2 separate regions of the Arachis hypogaea genome follow, and region 1 is linked to region 2. The links are chromatin contacts, called in public Hi-C maps. All regions are on one chromosome and are shown on one strand. Each heading gives the region's core, a stretch centred on a gene start, on an enhancer-like site or on the middle of the called end of the contact. The rest is flanking DNA. Distances are from core to core; before and after follow the strand shown. Region 1 holds the start of LOC140180662. Region 2 holds the start of LOC112763568.

What was found. Hi-C and Micro-C count contacts between places; a contact is called where the count stands out from the background.
Region 1: a contact with region 2 is called in a Hi-C map of leaf, with 3 times the contacts expected there. The contact joins the promoter of LOC140180662 here to the promoter of LOC112763568 in region 2. A contact is called at or near these places in 2 of 8 Hi-C or Micro-C datasets (both in leaf).

The regions. Positions count from the first base shown.
Region 1 is chr17:101,986,655-101,989,787 of arahy.Tifrunner.gnm2.J5K5, reverse strand. LOC140180662 reads right to left here and starts at 1,751. Exons shown (of 1, transcript XM_072221928.1): 1 at 1,365-1,751. The coding sequence starts at 1,751. The coding sequence ends at 1,365.
Region 2 is chr17:101,838,305-101,841,642 of arahy.Tifrunner.gnm2.J5K5, reverse strand. It overlaps LOC112763568, which reads right to left and starts at 1,733. Exons shown (of 2, transcript XM_025809208.1): 1 at 1,340-1,733; 2 at 686-1,239. The coding sequence starts at 1,733. The coding sequence ends at 686.

The DNA.
Region 1 (3,133 bases), core at 502-3,001, 150 kb before region 2:
ATATAGGTAATGTACATGTTTGTCCCCGGTATTAGTTTTCTGTTTCGACGCTGATGTCTTTCGCTTGGCTTTTGCAGGTGGACGAGTACCGCACCTGAATTTCTCCAGGCTTCAATCTTTTCTTGACAGGAAAAGGGAAAAGGGTGTAACTACCTCTGCTGCTCAGAATGTTGATGAAGGGGGTGCTGCTTTTTCGACTGCGCAACCTGTTTCTTCAAAAAGAAAAAGAGGGGTGGCTGATGATTCATTGGAGGTGCTATCCGAAGAAGATAGGGAGGTGGCCGAGGTTTCTACTACTGTTTTTGATCGCCAGTGCAAGCTTCATGGGTTTATTCCTGGGGCAAATGCCCATTCTTTGTGGAGCGACCAATTTCCCTTGGCCGAGCTCTCTGATAGAGCTTCCCAGTTTCCTGGGGATATGCTGCTTACTCGACGTGTGGGTCTGGAAGCTTTAGGCAAATATGTTCAGGTAAACTTTTGTGTCTGTCCTGTTCTTGTCTGTTTTGCTGGTTCTGCTTGTTTGTTTTAATGCTGGGTTTGGTCAGGTTGTTGCTTCTCGTTTGCTGTGCGTCGGGCGTACTACTAAATTGCTTGGGGCTGAAAGGCAGGCTGAGGCTGATAAAATTGCTACTTTGGAATGTTTGGTGAAAGAAAAAGAGAGAGCCATTACTGATATGACAGCGAAAATGAAGGAGAAAGAAAGGTTGGTCTCTGATGCGGCTGCTAAGCTGGAGGAGAAGGGACGAGAAGTTGCTCGCCTTCAGGACCAGATTCGATCTTTTCAAGCCGAGATTAGGGACAATGATAAGACAAAAGGTGAGATGACTGCTCGAATTCATGAGCTTGAGGACCAAGGTATTGAGATGTTCACCTCAGGCTTTGATCGGGCCGTTGCTCAAGTGTCATTATTTGATTCTGGATTCGATGTTCGTCAGCTCGATGTGACGAAGATAGTCGTTAATGGGGAGTTGGTTCAGGACGAGGCTGGTGAAGATCATGATGAGAACGTGCCTCCTCCTGTTTGAAAGAAATTTTTAATATTTGCCTTTAGTAAGTAGTTTGGACTTGTATGTTTTTTGAAAGACTTGTTGGTTTTTATTCCGACTTTATCGACTGTATCTCTGATGTATAGTGTCGGAGTTTGCTTTTGCGAATAGTTTATGACTACAGCGTTTTATTGCTGCTTTGTATATCCATGTATGGGGAAATGTATGATTTTATTCAGATGAATTTGTCCCTCATGTTCGAGGTGTGCAGGATGGTCGGCCTCGTTAAAACCTACCCGAGTAAACCCTCCTTAGGGAAAAAACCTCGTGGTTAGGAAAAAAGAGTACCTCACCATCCTGTGTGTTACAATATTGTGATCAACTATAGTAGTATTTGAGTGATGAGATGTTCCATGTGTTTGGTAATGCTGTCCCATTCAATGCTTCTAGACGATAAGCTCCTCTTCCGACCACTTTAGTGATTCGAAAAGGTCCTTCCCATGTCGCTGCTAATTTTCCATGGCCTGGTGGTTTCCGAACATCTTCTATCTGTCTGAGCACTAGATCTCCCTCCTGGAGGGTCCTCGGTCTCACTCTCTTGTCGTACTGACGTTTCATAGCTAGTTGCATTGATTTTTGCCTTAGCTTCGTGAGATTGCGTTCTTCATCGATGATGTCAAGCTCGGCAAGCCGAATTTGTTCGTTAGCACTTTCGTTGAAATGCTCGGTCCTGGTTGACCCTTGACTGATTTCCAAAGGGATCATGCATTCTGATCCGTATACTAAGCGGAAAGGACTTTCTTTAGTTGTTGATTGCGGAGTTGTGTTGTAACTCCATAGTATCTCTGGTATTAGCTCGGCCCAGCGACCTTTAACCTCGGTTAGTTTTTTGTTAGGGCCTGCAAAATTATTTTGTTAGCCGCCTCTGCGAGCCCGTTGGTCTGTGGGTGCTCAACAGAGGAGAAATAATGTCTAATATTCATGTTAGTTAAAAATGATGCAATCTTTTTATCAGTAAATTGCCTACCATTATCAGAGATAATTTCACGTGGTATGCCATATCTACAAATGATAAATTTCCAAATAAACTTTTGTACCTTATCCGAGGTTATTTTTGCAAGTGGTTGCGCTTCTACCCACTTTGTAAAGTAGTCAATGGCTACCAAAAGGAACTTTACCTGGCCTGGCGCTATGGGAAATGGTCCGAGGATGTCCATGCCCCACTTGTGGAATGGCCAAGTTGCATTCGATGTATGTAACGCCTCAGCTAGGTTGTGTATCAGTGGCGAGCATTTTTGACATGATTCGCATTTTTTGACCTTGTCTGTGCAGTCCGACCTTAAGGTCGGCCAATAATATTCCGCACGTAAGATCTTTGTTGTCAAGCTTCTGCTTCCGATATGATGTCCGCAAATACCCTCGTGGACTTCTTCTATTGTTAATCTGGTGTCTTCTCCTGCAAGACATTTAAGCAGAGGTCGGGAAAAACCACGTTTGTATAGGTCATTTCCGATTAGGGTGAACTGGGTTGCTTTCCGTTTAAAAGATCTCGGATCACCATTTGGTACGATTTCCGTCTTCAGGTAGTGTATTATTGGCGTTCGCCAGTCTTCATCCTGTGACAAATTTAAGACATACTGCAAATCTAGGCTAGGTTTTGTTAGTGTGAGATGTACCAAACTTTCTGATTGCTGATCTTCTCTATGTGTTGCTAACTTAGATAATATGTCTGCCCTAGAGTTTTGTTCCCGTGGTATATGTGTTATTTCAAATTTTTGAAAACCTTGTATCATGTCCTTAGCAATATGTAGGTATTTTTATAAGAGTGTATCTTTGGTTTGGAAATTACCGGTTACCTGCTGAACTATGAGTAGGGAATCACAGTATACCTGCAAGCTCGGCACGTGTACCTCTTTCGCGAGTCTTAGTCCTGCCAATAGCGCCTCATACTCGGCTTGATTATTTGTCGCTTGAAATTGGAATTTGATTGACTGTTCGGCATATACACCTTGGTTGTCTTTTAGTAGAATTCCTGCTCCGCATCCGTTGTCATTGGACGCTCCGTCCACATACAATTCCCATGGTTTTATTTCTTCTACTTCATTGGTGAATTCTGAGATGAAATCGGCCAGAGCTTGGGCCTTGGG
Region 2 (3,338 bases), core at 484-2,983:
TACTGGATCACTGGTTCAACCGGTGGATCATTGGTTCAACCAGTTAACCCAGTCCCACATAAGTAAAACATATAAAATAGCTAAAAACTTAAAAATTAAAATTTAAAAAACATATCTCCAATAACATTTTAATAAACATTAAGTCTCAAATCTTAAAAATAAGTAACATGAAAATAAAAATATTAAGTCTTAAATCCTAAAACATTAAATCTCAAATCCTAAACATTGACTCTCAAATCCCAAACATATCTCAATTTAACACAATGAAAATAATAATCCATGGATTATATCCAAGGAGTAATTTCAAAGTTTGGATATCTTTCTTCATCTGACAAATCTGGAGCTACATCCTGATTGGTTTCATTCTGATTTGTATTTTCCACAGAATTATTATTAGTTTCATCACCATCTTGATCATCTTCCAAATTCAATTGATCTAGCATTTCAATAATGTTTCACAAATCATAATCAATAATAAGGCAAAACATTTGGTTAAAGCATTACAAAATCATCCCTAACAAAAACATACCCAAATCATCTAAAGTTGATTGAAGAGACATATTTGCAAGATCATTCCGTAAAGTATCAACTTCTTCAGGAGTTAAAAATGATGGTGAATCTTCCATTATCTATTTCGAATGATCCTCAAATGCATCAAGACAAATTGGATCATAACTTTGCTTTCTCATTCGGTTCCTATAGTATCAATTAACTTCGATTCCAGCAACCTTCCAGTAGCAACGTAATTTGTAGCATTATCCGTCACTACATGTATAACATTCTCAGGACCAACAAATAATACAACATCCCTAAGCAACTTAAACAAAGTATCAGCAGTTTTTGAGACATGAGAAGTATCAACTAACTTTAGAAAAATAGTTCCTTTAGGGCAATAAATCAAGAAATTAATTAAGGTATGCCTACAACGATCAGTCCATCCATCGACCATGATAGTACATCCAGTTTGTTTCCAAATTTTACGATAATCTTCAATCATTTTCTTTACATCTTCAACCAATTTACTCAACAAATATCCGTGAACTCTTCCATAATTTGGCCCTTTATATCCTGCACCCATGTTTGCAATAGCATCGATCATCGACTGATAATAAGCTAAATTAACCGCATTAAATGGCACAGAGGCATCCATCATCCATCTCACAATAGCAATATCACACTTCTTCACAATTTCTTTGCTTTGGAGAACTCTTTTGATAATTGGTTGAGCTCCAGGTGTTGCTGCTAATGGAAAAAAAAGATTGTAATCCCTTGAGTTGTTTTCCTTTTCTAGAGCTAGGTGCTGGAAGCCTTGATTTTTATTATTGTCACATATTATTACGTTCAATCTCATCAAATTCTCTTTCAACTTCATCACAAGAATTATAAATTTCTGCATATTCTTCTTGAGTTTTTCTTTTCTTGGTTCGAAGATCTTCATTATTTTGGTTGAATTGGTGTCTCACTACAGTTGGCACCTTTCGACATGCCTCAATATCTCCGCCTTTTCCAGCCAAATGATGCTTAACCCGGTTAATTCCTCTACCCCTAATAAGCTTCTCGCAATAAATACATAACAGAACTGGTTTTCCTTTATCCATAACTTGTTTATAATGGCCGCATACAGGATCAATTTTTCCTCTATTACTATTCTTTTGGGTTCTAATTGTTGCATCAAGAGTTGATCCTTGTTCTTGGAAAGTTGGTGTTTCTGATGGTGCATTTGATAAAGCCATCCTAAATTCCTAATCAACCAGAACTAAGTGACTAATCTACAGGAATAATATACAACAATAATCTACTAACTTACTAAGAATAATATACAACAGCAACCAACATATATAACAGATAATCAACAATCAACAATCTAACAACAATAGATAATCAATGTAAGAACCGAAATAAATGCTTTAATAAAATAATAATTTAACTGCCCAGAATTAGGAGTGTTCATGGGTCGGGTGAAACCGGGTTTGATGTGACCCAGACCCGACCCGAAATATACACCGGGCCTATTTATTAGACCTGAACCCGGCCTTAGACCCGATGAAACCTATATACTTTCGAGCCACGATTATACCGGGTAAAAACCGGGTGAAAACCGGGCCCTTAACATTACATTACCTTGATACTTTCTTATAAGCTAGCATGTGAAAATATCCAAATTTTCAAGACTCCAACCATTATTTGACATGGTAAAATTCATTTAGAAAAATATAACAAGAACCAACTCTTCTCTAAAATTAAAGCATATCCATAATCAATACTAATATTGTCTAATAACACCAAATATTTAAATCAATACAAATAATATAATATTATGCATTTGTCTAAAATCTTATACATTTTAAACATAAAACATTAACATATAGTCTTATAATAACTAATAAAACAAACATTAAGGTTTACAATACTTAAATTTCACATAAGAATAGCTATCATCCATCACTAATAACACAAAATATTAATTGTGTATGATGACCGGGCCACCGGGTCGAGTTCGGGTGACCCGAGCCATGGCCCAGACCCGACCCAAAATAATGACCGGGTCTATTTTTGAGACCCTTACCCGGCCCTAGACCCGGTGAAATCACACCAAATTAGCCCCTAAAGTGTTCGGGACCGGGCCGAGTCTTCGGGCCGGGCTGAGCCATGCACACCCCTACCCGGAATAGGTTCAAAAATATAGAAATGATATTTTGAAAATAAAAAGATGAAATTTGAATTCAATGAATTTTTCTAAGTGGGAAAATGTATCTTTTACGGAGAATTTTTGTAAAAATGCGTACCGACACTTAAGCCGATAGTACCTACTATAGTCTGACCATAACCGCGTATTGAGAAAAATAAGATTTTAAAAATTGAATTTATTGTTTTGAAAGAATAAAAATAATTTAGAATTAAAAACCGAGCACTAATTTTAAAGATTTTGGCCCAAAGTGGACCAAACGGATCTAAAATGCTAACGGGTTGGACCGGGCCCAAGTTGGGCCAACATATATGAATGCCAATTAATGAGAATTCAGCTCATTTTACCCTAGAAACAAAGAAAGGGGGCACTGAAGTGAAGAGAGGAAGAGAGAATGAGATTTCACTATTAACTCCTCCTTCATTTGGCCATAACTTGAGTTACAGAGCTCTGTTTGACAAGCCGTTTACGGTCACGCAAAGCTCTCACCGAGCCCGTCATTTCTAACTAAGCTTTGCTGGTAAGAACTCGCATCTCCTACTCCAGTTTTCTGCCCTAAGTAATTTTGCATTTTACGTTTGGTTTTTGAGTAGATTTTGTGATTTTGGTTGTTTATGGGTGATCTAGCATTGGAATATTGTTGGACTTTCTC